Linked DNA regions of Mus musculus: region 1 is linked to region 2. A link is a contact called in public Hi-C data. All regions are on one chromosome and are shown on one strand. The core of a region is the stretch at or near the end of the contact, and the rest is flanking DNA. Distances in the headings are between cores, read along the strand shown.

The links. A called contact is a pair of places that touch in the nucleus more often than the background predicts.
Region 1: a contact with region 2 is called in a Hi-C map of uterus, with 4 times the contacts expected there. The contact joins two enhancer-like sites. A contact is called at or near these places in 11 of 484 Hi-C or Micro-C datasets (the 3T3-L1 cell line, the C2C12 cell line, bone marrow-derived DN2 thymocytes and 5 more) and 1 of 115 datasets of contacts at active chromatin or transcription factors (hepatocytes).

The regions. Positions count from the first base shown.
Region 1 is chr4:53,302,167-53,308,851 of GRCm38.p6, forward strand. Gm52737 (a long non-coding RNA gene) reads right to left here. Exons shown (of 3, transcript XR_003955410.1): 3 at 5,412-5,486. Among named protein-coding and RNA genes, the nearest start is that of Gm52737, 22 kb to the right of the region's middle. Within about 2 kb of position 5,180, at least 26 of the 459 cell types and tissues checked have an H3K27ac peak or open chromatin away from gene starts, as enhancers often do. A contact at or near this core is called in bone marrow-derived macrophages and uterus, where this site is marked.
Region 2 is chr4:53,109,245-53,115,524 of GRCm38.p6, forward strand. It overlaps Abca1 (ATP-binding cassette, sub-family A (ABC1), member 1), which reads right to left. Exons shown (of 50, transcript NM_013454.3): 6 at 1-41. Among named protein-coding and RNA genes, the nearest start is that of Abca1, 48 kb to the right of the region's middle. Within about 2 kb of position 2,702, at least 26 of the 459 cell types and tissues checked have an H3K27ac peak or open chromatin away from gene starts, as enhancers often do. A contact at or near this core is called in bone marrow-derived macrophages and uterus, where this site is marked.

The DNA of each region.
Region 1 (6,685 bases), core at 3,930-6,429, 200 kb after region 2:
TATCTGTTGGGGCTTGTTTTGTGACTGAGCATATGGTCTACTTTGGAGGAGGATCCTGAGGTGCTGAGAAGAAGGTGTATTCTTTTGTGTTTGGGTAAAAAGTTCTGTAGATAGCTGTTAGATCCATTTGATGGGTAACCTCTGTTAGTTTCATTATTTTTCCATTTAGTTTCTGTCTCAATGACCTTTCCATTGGTGAGAGTAGAGCATTGAAGTCCCCCATTATTAGTGTGTGTGGTTCAATGTGTTTAGTAATGTTTCTTTTAATGAATGTGGGTGCCCTTGATTTTGGGGCACAGATGTTTAGGATTGAGATGTCATCTTTTTTATTTATTCTTTGAAGGCCTCTATCATCTTTATAAGATGAGACTTAAAGTCATTGTCTTGTTCTTCAGGTGTGTTAGGATATCCAGAGCTTACTATACAGTAGGAGAGCTGGGTTCTGATGGTGCCATATTGCACTGGCTTTTGTTCATTATGTTCTTGTGCTGGCCTTTAGCCATCTGGTTGTTTGTAGTGTTAACTAGCCTGGTAGAGCCTGGTGTATCAAACCTCTGGGACTGTAGTTAGAGCTGGTAGTTCCTGGTTTTCCTGGGTGGCAACAGGCTACCTGGGAGGCAGGCAGAGCTGTGACCTGGGAAGTGGAGTATAGATCTGGGATTGCAGGTAGAGGTGTGGATTAAAAAAATGGAGCATGGGAAGGGCAGGGCAGACCTCACCACTGTTGGGCTTGCCCAAGACACAGCAGGCAGGGAATTGGGGAATGGATATCTCACCTGGTTGTCCTAATGACAGCAGGCCTCCTAGGAGGCAGGCTGAGCTATGGCCCATCACCCACAAACTTCTTATAATAACAGTCATCATTTATAAAGGGTTAATCTTGACTTTCAATTTGATGGAATTCAGAATCATCATAGAAACATATTTCTGTGCATGTCTCTGAGGAGTTAGCTAGATGGGGCAAATTAAATGTGGGCAATAATATTCTATGAGTTGGGGTCCCCAGCTGAATAAAAAAAAAAAAAGGAAAGAAAAAACAAACTGAGTATTAACATTCATTGCTCTCTGCTTCCTATCCCCTACTTTTCTGCCATACCTTCCCCTGTATTCCCAAGAACTATCAGCCAGAATAAAGCCTTCCTTAAGCTGCATTTTGTCAGACATTTAGCCACAGGACCAAGACAAGCAACTAATACAATGTGTCCCCTTCAGTGTCATGCATCTCACCAATCTCTCTCTTCCTATAGACCATGAATCCCTCAAGGACCAAGATGGAGCACAGAGGCTAGCTCATAGGAGGCACTCAGTATGTTTTTACTGTTTGATAGATGAACAAAGACAACAAAGATATTTTTATTGGTATTTCATAAATCTACTCATTTGTGATAAGCAAATGGTGAAGTGGGGCTCTGGGACACACTACAAACCTACAGGCCTACATGCAAGCTGGAGAAAGAAACTGTTCAGAGCTTTGTGGAAGTCAGTCTCATGAAGACATAGCAAGGGGTGGTTGCTCACTGTCTCGTGGCCAGAAAAATTTTCCTAAAATAGCCAGAATCTACACTGTTTCAAAAGCATCAGGAAAGCACCCAAACTCTTGGGAATCACATGCCCAGCCTTTTGCATCAAAGCCAACAGGAGTTGACCCAGGATCGGGACACTGTAAACTACTCCCCCAAATAGGCACAAAGTTTCAATCATGTTTAGTGGGAAACCATGTTTCAGCCAGTTTTTTAAAGAGAAAAATTATACCTCCTGTGCTAAATTGTGGCCATCTGAGAAGCCAAACTGAACCACACACATTTATATTCGGGGACTTTTTTCCCACTATGTGAGGAGTTGAAAAGTTCAGAGAAAGCAGATTTATGGCTCTCCCTAATTATCACGAGGAGCTGGGGAAAGTTGCTTTATCTTTCTGGGCATTCATTTCATCCACTGAAGAATGAGAGCATTATAAAGAGAGGTTTGCAGAGTCTCTTGGGAGTCTCAGCAAAGCCACAGGAAAGCAGCAACACAGTGGTGTCATTTGGAATAAGCAGAATTGGTGTCTGCTGATACAACATGTTTTCAGAGTCAAGAAGGAAGAGCCTAGCTCCAAAAATATCCCTGCCATTCTAGCCAATGGCCAAATCCCACAAGTTAAGTGTAGGGAGCTAAAGAGGACATAGATACTCTAGAATCAGCCATGTCTGGCCCCTGTCCTCAGCCTATGGCTGGCTCTGTGTTTTCTCATCTGCACAACTATCATGTACAGACTACTAGTTGCATCAGTGACCACCCAAGAGCAGCAGAGGTCTGACAGTGTGTGTTCTTCACACCCTCTGGGTGTAGGATTAGACAGCATAGAGTTCAGTTGTCTGTGCTCCAACAAAGGACAGGATGAGAAGTGCCGGCTGCCTTCTGAAGTTTCCAGGATATACGGACTTACTCTGGCCTCATTCACTGTCCAGCCTCACTGAGAAAGGAAATCCTTTTAGGTCCAAGCAGAACTATAATTATACTTAAATTACCTTCAAATAATGACCAGTTCACTGTAATATTATTTTAACCGTGGCTTGAGAGTTTTCTGAACCTGCCCTTTCCATATTCTCCTGCCAACACCGCCACTGAATGAGACTTAATGTCTATAAAGTATTTTAAGAAGCGATTTGTACTGCTTATTTTTCTTTTGGTCAACAAATGACACAGAAATCCCCTTAAATACTATTTAGCACCTGAGACACTACTGCCTAATTTAGAGTTGAAGAGGAGCCCATACAAACAAAATGTCTAACCTGCCCCAAAGCATCTTGGGAAACGTGCCAGCTGGAAAGAAAAAAAGAAGAAGGAAAAAAAAAAAAAAAAAGAGGACACATGCCACATCACTTTTGTCCAAGTGGCTTTGGACAGGGCAAAATGAGATTTTTTTCCTACAGCTTATCTGACATGGCATCTCCAAGACTGAGGACTGACAGTAAGTAGAAGTCACTAGAATTCATACTCCGCCTGGCAGTATTCCACTGTGCACACTGCCTCCCAATTGCACACACTGACGTCCCACTGTGCACACTGCCTTCCCACTGTGTGAACTGCCTTCCCCACTTCCAGATGGTTCAGAGCTTTTCAACCACACTCACTATGACTCTTAAAGAGTCATCATACCCATTCCAATCTGTGCTTATTTATTTACTTATATAATATACATGTTCAAAATGTTAAAACTCACAAGGAAACATTTAAACAGCAAGAAAATATTTTTATGTTATTAATTCTAGAGCAATAAAATCCTGTAAGCTAGGTGTTTAGATATCTTCTGTTACCATTTTTAACATATTATATTATCTTGGTTTAATGGGAAGAAAAGAAGTGATGGCAAAGGAGGGTAGGAGGTGAGTGGGATACACCTGCCATGAAAGCAAGGGCAGAGTCATTGGGAGCGGTGGGGTGGTGTGGACAAGGAATAGGATGGAGAAACATGAAGGGCAGTGGACAACAGGATGAATTAGAGCAAAGCACAGTGACATTTATCTACTAAAATGTCATAATGAAAATGTACTCTAACAAAAATAACTTAAAGACAAGAAAGGAAAATGAAGACTATTAGTTTGTCTGCATCACAGCCATTTGAAGGTCTGTTCATGTACAAGCCTAGTGGTCACCATGGCGGAGAAGGAGCCCACCCAGAGATTTTAATAAAACCAAATAAATGTCTGCCTTGGCTGAGTTTACTCAAGAGTGATATACCTTGAAACAGTTTATCCTTCATTTACATAGAGGACTTGTTGAAGCTGAAATAATAAATTTTCATCATTTTAATGCAAAAAATTATTTTTGCAAATAAATTACAAGGGAATTCATATTTATACTTACTCATAGGCAGATTTAAACAAAAGCCACTAAAATCCCTCAGGGTTAACTAACAGATTAGAAAAGTCTTTTCCTAAGTGTATTGGGTACGCAGATAACACAACCAATCCCACAGTTAAGCAGCTCAGCAGTACACGATTGTTCTGCCACCTTGAAGATGCCACTGTGCTTCTTTTAAACAACATCTTTCTTACAAAATATGACTTTGATCTTGAGGAAATAACGGTTTAATCTATGCCCTTTTCTTGGAGTTATCTGCTAAGTGGCCAACTCCACAATGACTTGTCATTATGCTCAAAATAATACATCTCAAAATTGTCTCTGATTTTAATAATCTTTTCAAAAGATTTAACACAGGTAAACTGAGCCTTTGTGTCCACTGTGGCTCCTGTCTAAAGAGTCATAATAATAAATCAGGTGTCTGCAAACTGTGGTCATTGTGTCTGACCTATTCTACCCTGGTACTATAAAGTTTTACTGCAACACAACCACATTCATTTACGTAGCTATGGTAACTATTGTACTGAAAAGAGGAGAGATAGTACCCTGGCCACACATGGGGTGGATAATCTAGGTCCAGCAAGGTGTTTGCAGTACAGGAACCTCTGATATGAGCAAAATCAATTTAGAGCCATTGTTGGAAGTTGAAGCAGAGACTTAAGAAACATCTCTCCCCTCTCCCTCTCCCTCTCCCTCTCCCTCTCCCTCTCCCTCTCTTGTATTTTGTTTTGTTTTGGTTTGTTTGTTTTTGTTGTTCTCTTTAGGGATCGTCAGCTAAGACTACAAAAGCAGGGCTCCCAAGGGAAGTGGCAGCTGACAGCACCACATATAAAGGAGGGAACACAAGCAGAGCTGGCAAGGAACACTGGAGAAAGAGCATCCTGCTTATCAGGTTTGAAACCTGCTCTTGAAGCCTGGCTCCCCCTTCAGTGCTGAGTGCTATCCCATCCTTACCATGTGATCCAGTGAGCAACCTGTCTCCATTGGGGCTTCTTTAAATTGAGTTCCCACCACTAAGGAGTCCTGACTCATATACACCCATAACTGTGATGGACTTGTGAGTTTACGTCTCTGTTGTTTCTTTTACACTATAATATATGCCAAAGGTAAAAATTCAAACAGTACATAGAGACATCTAGTTATAAAATACATCTCTCTCCCGCCACCCACAGAATCCGTTCACTGAGAAAAAAAATGAGTGTTCATGATTTCTTTTGTATGCTTCCAAGGTTTTTCTTGACTTGAGTTTATGACACTCTAAAGAGATAAGGAGAGAATGGAGCTGCTAAGATACATTCTTCCCAGACCTAACTCAGCAAAGCAGGGATGAGTCAGGATGACACACATTCTTCCCCTTTTGCTTTACACCAAGCCTAAAGATGCCTTTGTACAAACGCCTTACTGTGGGGCTCTACAGTTTATATATGTCAAAGTAAAATCTCAGTAGGGAAGCACCAGATATTGGGTTTTATCATCGTGTAGGGTTTTTACAGTCTACTTTGAAACATCCGGCATCTTGATACAATTACCCAAACCACTTAAAACTTCACAGAAATTTGGTTTATTTTCCTAAGGCCTATAAACATAATGTGGTTTATTTTTAACTTCATATCTCTGGTGTCTGGCTTGAGATTTCACTTCTGCAAGAAAAAAAAAAAAAAGTCAGAGAACAGACAATTTATTTATTCTGTGTGTCTGGTTTCATTTTTTCCCCCTTTAGGTTTGAGGAGGAAAGGAAGTTATTAGAAGGCTACATTTAAATAACACAAGTGAGTTAAAGATGGTTTGGAAGTAACTGTACAATGTGTAAGTGCCTGGCCAAAACTAGATGCTGCATACAACAAAGGTAATACATGCTACTGAGCCATGTTGCCATCATAATGATAAGAATAACAACAATAGTAGTGATAATATTTAAAAGGAAATATATAGTGATAATATTTAAAAGGAAAGCTCTGTCTTTGCAAAACAAATCTAAGTTAAACAATTATTTTCAAGTCATCATCCCTATTAATAACAAGGGTCAATCTTTGTTTAAAAACCTACTTGAGGGAAATCTTGAGCCAAAAACTTTTCAACAAATGGTAAAAATAACAAGTAAATGGTTACAGTATGTTAGAGGATGACTGACAGGTCCTGTGAGGCATGTGGGAGGATAAGGCGAGAAGGATTAGAAGAAGCAATAAGGCAGGGAGGAGAATCCTTTTGCCAAGATACAGATGAAGGCGAAGAAGGAAGTTCTCACCCACCCCAAAGCCAAAGCAAAGGCCTTGAAAGCTAAGAAGACAGAGCTGGAAGGCGTCCACAGCTACAAGAAAACAAAACACCCACCTTCTAGTGACCCTAACCCTGAAGCTCCAGAGGCAGCACAAATAATGCTGACAGGAACACACCCGGGAGAAGACACTTGACCACTATGCGGTTATCAAAACACCCAGATCACTGATCAGCCATGCAGAGAAGGGAAGACAGCAAGCTTGTGTTCTTTGTGGATGTCAAGGCCAACAACAACCTGACCAGACAGGCTGTTGAAACCCTATGGCACTGATGTGACCAAAGTCAATATTCTGATAAGGCCTGACAGAGAGAAGATGATGTATGTTTGCTTGGCTCCTGATTGTTGTGCAGTAGATGTTGCCAAGAAAATTGGGATCATCTATACTGAGTCCAGCTGTATAATTCTAAATATATACTTTTTTTCACCATAATACAGTAAGATGACAGTTCTGTGAGTGGAGATATAGCTCAGTGGTCGGGCTCTTGTTCAGAATACAAGGGTCCAGTTTCCCTTCCTGCCATTGTCAAACAATTAGGCAGTCTTGGTTGACTTCATTGAGAA
Region 2 (6,280 bases), core at 1,452-3,951:
GAATGTTTCATTGTCCACCAGAAAATCCTGGAGCTTCAAATCTATTGGAAAATTGTGTTTGTTTACAGTTAATAACTCAAAAAAAAAAAAAAAGACTCAACCGCTATGGGGAAGGTGGAGAATAGAATATTGATTGCTTCATTTTAAACGGATGGGTGACCACAGGCTTCTGGCTTACATACACCGAGAAGTGAGTTTCAGGAGCTCCGTCTCGCTGGCAGAGACATGAAAAGATTGCTTTCTGATGACATGTTGAGCCACACTCAGTGTGGGCTCCCACAGTCCAACAGCACAGTGGTGTTGTTACACACATGGTCTTTCCTTGTTGCCAATTGAAAAACCAACCCTTTTAAATGATCTCATCCATCCTACCTGAGGTTTGTGACATGAGCCCTGCTGCTCCTGACTCCTCAGTGCCGCCTCACGTAGCTAGCACTGAAAATACTGAGTGCCTTATTTCCACAAGCCACAGGGGCTAATCTCCCAGATCAGCAGGCAATGGCTCGCTAACATTTCTGTGAACCAGAATCGCTTGATGGGTTGCCTCAGCTAGCCGGCTGGACAGCAGTCTCAGAGCATCTGCTTCTGCCAGCTCTGGCTGCAGCAGCTGCATGTCTAACAAGCTCCCAGGTGGTGCTGATGTTGCCTGCCTGGGACCACACTTCCAAGAATCACAGGGGAGTCCTGTGAGCATATCGAGGTGTTTAAATAGACATGGTCTCTTCTTGGTTTCAGAACAAAACCTGGGATTTCAGAACTATAAAGTCCAGTTCCTCCAAACACTGAGAAAAATATGTAAACGTATGTTTGAAATCCCACCCTTTGCTTTACTAAATGCAGTGACTGCTAAAGGCTTTCATTCCGACTCCCATTAAACAATAAGCTCTCCAAGTACCAACTCCCATTAAACAATAAGCTCTCCGAGTACATCGAAAAAAGGCTTCACTCCAGTGGCATGAAATAGAAAAGAGCACTGGCCAAGAATTCAGAACGTCAGTCTCTGGCTGGAGGCTAGGTATGATAGTACCACTTGAATTTCATTTCTTTAGCACCTTTCTGAGCCTTGGGCCCCATCATCTGTAAAGCAAGAGGATTCTGAGCAGATGCTGAGTGGTGCCTGCCTGAAACACCAACCATTTTCCTGCCTTATTTTATTGACTATTTCATCTTTCTTCTTCCTTACCCCTTTAAACTTCTAATAACCCGAATTCTTTTTTGAAATTAAAACAAACCAACACCACCACCCCCCCAAAACAAAAACAAAACCAAGCTCATCTGGGACCAAGTGGCTGACCACTAGAGGGCAAACTTTACAAACTCAAATCAATTACCCGAAGAGGGGTTCCATCTGAAAACAAGACTGCAGTGTGCACTGATGAAACCGTTTCTCTTGGGATCTAAAAGGGTCTCCCTTCGTAGAGACAAACAGTCCAAGCAGATTCTTAATAGATACAAATGACCCAGGCATCTTCAGCATGGAGCAAACTTCAGTAATTTTGAACGGAGCTGATAAAACAGTGATTCTCCTCAACTCATCTATAGTTTTATCCTAGGGTTCCTCATACTATGCCACAGCTGATCTGAGGCCTGTCAATGTCCCTCCTTGAAATCAGCACTCAGCCATCTGTCATCTGCCTGGTGTTTCCATCGTACAAGACCCCACACTGCTACCACTGAACTCAATTCTTTGAGTTGCCATACCCACAGAACACCTAAGATTCACTTAAGAGGCACACAAAAACTAGTTTCTGGGTGTCTATTCCTTCAGATTACAACCAGGGGTTCTAAGGTAGACCACCCACAAATCTCCATTTTAATAAGCAGCCTCCACATTTCCAATACAGCGGGTCTGGAAGCCATATATTATGAAATGTTATTTTACTTAAGTATAGCCTGCATTCAACTCTAACTTATAAAAATGCAGAATAGGTCTTTTATCTTAGTGTTCCAAATACCTGGAACAAAGCCTGGTACAAAATTACTGCTCCAGCAATGACACCTGACTGAATGCTAGATGAGGTGACCAGAAAGACTTCAGAAGGATCTTTGAGATTAGTGGGTCCAGGAAGAGACCAAGGAGGGCAAGAGCATCAAATCTCTAGGCTATAGCCCAGGAGGAAATAAGAACCCTGACCACAAGTGTCTTTTCAAAGACAACAACATCTAGAACATCCCAGCATCCCCATGGTGGGGGGTAAGGAGAAGGAAGGAAGACAGGCAGAGAGGCTTCAGCCAAAGCTTGAGGTGAAAAGGCAGGCATGCTTATAAATTAGTTATGTATGTGTGTATGTATACACACACACACAAACACACAATACTTAAGTTTGTGTATGTACATAAATCTCAAAAGAAGAGGTGGAGAATAGATCATTCAATAGAGCACTTTTTTCAATATGAGCAATGCTCTACACACACACACACACACACACACACACACCTCATACTGGGAAACCAAATTCTGGGCTCTGTATCCATGTATTTCTAAGTTTATTTGACCTACTTAAACTTCCATGGCCTTACCTATAAAAATGAGGATCAAAAGAGAGCTCTGTGAACCTTGATAGAACAGAATAAATCTATGACCTAACACTCAGATCAGCCAGTTGAACACAAATTCCTCCTGAGCAAAGCCACAGCAGTACACAGCATCCTACGTAGGAACTTCAGAACAGCTCCTTCCTTCAGGGCAGCAGAAGTGTGGGAGGTTTGACCCAGACTGCACTCTGAAAGGACCTAGGTCACCCAGCAACACTCTGGAGACCAGCAAATGTACTTAGCATGTTTATATGATGCTTCCGTTATGTCAACAGACGCTGCAGATAAACAGCTGGATGTGATCAAACACCAACTGCCTATCCTCTGGATGAGACACAGAAACCAAAGAAGCTGGTTAAACAGCCAACAGCCCTTGGCAGTGCATGAACATAATGTGGCAGATGCTGGGTGGGGATGATGCAGGAAGGCCATAGAGCCTTGGCTACAAACAACTTGCAGTCTGGTCACGTGGATATGCACACATTATCTGCTGCTGTCCTATCACCGCTGACAGCTGCAGTACATACACACACAGGAAGACAAAGGTGTGTGGTATGATGGCTCTTAACCTTGGAGGCTGCTAGGCCCACTTGGGAATTTTAAAAAATCCCAAAGCCCAGGCCACACCCCCCAGCACAATGAACCAGAACTGTGAAGGACAAGAATTGGGTCTTGAGAATTAAAAAAAGAAAAAAAAATCTAACCAAGTTTGATGTGGTGGTGCATATCTGTAATGTCAGTAGTCAGGAGGCAGAGGCAGTAAACTGCAAATTAGAGGCCAGCCTGGGCTACGGAGTAAGTTCCACACCCGTGCTTACACAGGAAGTCCAAGCCTCAAAACAAAACTATGCAGGCAAAAAGAAGTTTAGGACCATAAAGCCCAAAATGTAATGCTGTTTCTTGCTATAAATTAGCTGTGTGGCCATAAGATGCCACTATACCTTAAAGTCCTGGGGATAAGAGACGTATTCATACACTTGAGCAATTAGCAACTGGCTAGGGACAAATGTTTATTAAATGGTAATATATTAATTGTCACTAAAATGGCAGTCTTACTGCACTATAGAGCAATGTGCAGGAAAAAATAAGAACACAGATCTTCCCTCTAGGGATTTTCTTGGTTATCACAGATTTGAGGTATAGGAGAGGAAAGGGGGGAAAGAAAAAAGAAGTGATATGAAGACAGACCACAATGGCTTTGTCCTTGCTGGTTTCTGTCTTCTGTATGCAGCTAGCTGTGTAGGAGAGTGCAAAGAATGAACCAAGCCAGATGACTGATACAGCTAGTAATCTTGGGTGAAGCCACTGGATGGATGGATGGATGGATGGATGGATGGATGGATGGATGGATAGATGGATGGATAGCTGGCTGGCTGGACAGATGGCTGGGTAGGTGGATGGATGGATGGATGGATGGCTAGATGGATGAATGATGGATGGATGGATGGATGGGTAGATGGATGGATGGGTGGATGGATGGATGGATGGGTAGATAGATGGGTGGGTGGGTGGATGGATGGATGGATGGATGCACAGATGGATGATGGATAGATGAATACAAATGCATGAATGTAAAATGAGCTGATATGACCTGAGAAATGACCAATTTTGAAGAGGTAAATTCATCTGGCAGTAGGAAGGGGACAGACCAATCAGGACACGAATGTGAAGCAGACTGGGTCAAGATGGCTACGGTATCCCTAAGCCGCCTACTTGGTTTCATGCCCCAAGTGACAAGCCGCATCAGGTAAACAACAGCTGGAAGCACAGCAGGAATAAAGCAGAGGGAAGCTGAGTTAATGAGATGATGACACAGAGCTTGATGCAGTGGTCCACACTTGTAACCCCAGCTATTCGGGAGGCTGAAACAGGAGGATCACAAAGTCAAGGTCTCCTTGGTCCACAATATGAGTTCCAGGCAACGTAGTGAGAGAAAGGCTGTGGGTATGTCTCAGTGGTTTGTGAACTTACCCAGCAGGCATGAAGTTCTGAGTTCCATTCCCAGTACCAGAAAGAAAAAGTAAATAAGTAAGAAAACAAACCCAAAGGAAATGACAAGAGCATCCACCTTTCTGGACCTACTGTGAGCCTTACATGAGAAAGGTACATGCCAGCCATGGGAATTCCCGTGCCGAGTTACATGCTCCATACAGATCTTCTAATCTGATCATGTCCAAGGACAGCTTCTCTCATCAGCTGAGCTGCTGTGTTCAAAATAGATAGTAAGAGAGAGGTGACTTTGACAAGAACACTGAGATGCCAAACTCGTGGCCCCATAAGATGTGTCTGAGTGTGCACATGTGTGGGCACATATATTTATGAATGTATTATAGATTTGTCTGAGTGAGATAAAACTATTTTGCTTTTATTTTTCTACCTGCTACAAGGTAAAGGAAAGGTCAAAGCTCACTCAAGTGCCTATTCAGAACTTCATGAAAAAAATTAATAAAAGCCAGGCCTAGTAGCACAGGCCTGTTATATCCCAGCTATCTGGGGCTCTGAGGCAGGAGGATTACAGTACAAAGCCAGCTTCAGCAACTCAACAACTCATCTCACCAAAATATGTGGGTGGGGAGACAGGTAGGGATATAGGTCAAGGGTAGAGTGTTTTTCTAACATGTAGAAGCCCCAGGTTCAATCCCCAGTACTGCAAAAAAGAAAGAGAGAGAGGAGAAAGGAATATGGAGACACAGGGAAAAATAAAAATAAATAAACCTAAAATTTTATAGAGCATCAATGAAAGGATCATATCTTCTGGAAACTGTGAGACTAGACACAAGTAGATGACCAGTAACAGACAAGTTATTCTAGGTAAGACAAAGAACGCTTCGTGGGAAAGACAGTCACTCAGTTAACCCTAACCAAATGAATTGACGGGGACCTGGTTTTTATTATCTGTGGAATGTGTGGTTGGGGAAAAAGTTCTCTGAAAAACTCTTTTCCATGTTTCTGAGAGGAACACAGATCCAATTGATCCAGCACCAGAGACTCTTATCAGAGAGGCTGAACTCAAACACTTCCTGCCTGTGTGACCATGAACCTCACTTGGCCCCTTTCTTTGTTCTCTCTTAACCTCAGTTTCTTAGACATCAAATGGAGTTGGGGCCAACAAGAAGGTTTAGCAAGAACAGTACCTGCCACCAAGCCTGGCACCCCAATCTCAGTCCATGAGACACACGTGGGATGACTTCCACAAGCTGTCCTGTCCCTTCACACCCAGCCCACCTCACACACATACAAAATAAAGTGTAATAATGTTTTTAAAAGAATATGGAAATAGTAACATTCATAAGTTGATGTAGAATGCAATGATTAAGAGTATGAACAAGAGACTGGAGCTAGGAAGATGGCTCACTCAATAAAACACCTACTGGGCAAGCGCAAGGAACTGAGTATTCACCCCCAACATCAAGGTCAAAAGTCATGAACCATCCATGCCCTCAGTGCTGGGGAGATGGACAAAGGCTCAAGGCTTGCTGGCCAGTTGGTGTATCCAAATCAGTGAGCTCCTTGTTCAGTGAGAGATCCTAAATTCAATACTGATGTCTGCCCTCTAAAACGAGTACACACAATACACACACACAGACACATACACACACACACACACACACACACACACCACTCACTCACTGAAGACCCAGAGCTGGTTAGTTGGGAGTGTTTACATGAGAAGGTGTGGTCCCAGTTAGAATGTGAACATCAGGGAAGCCAGAAAGCTGTAGTCAACAAAGGGCCAAAGGAGTTC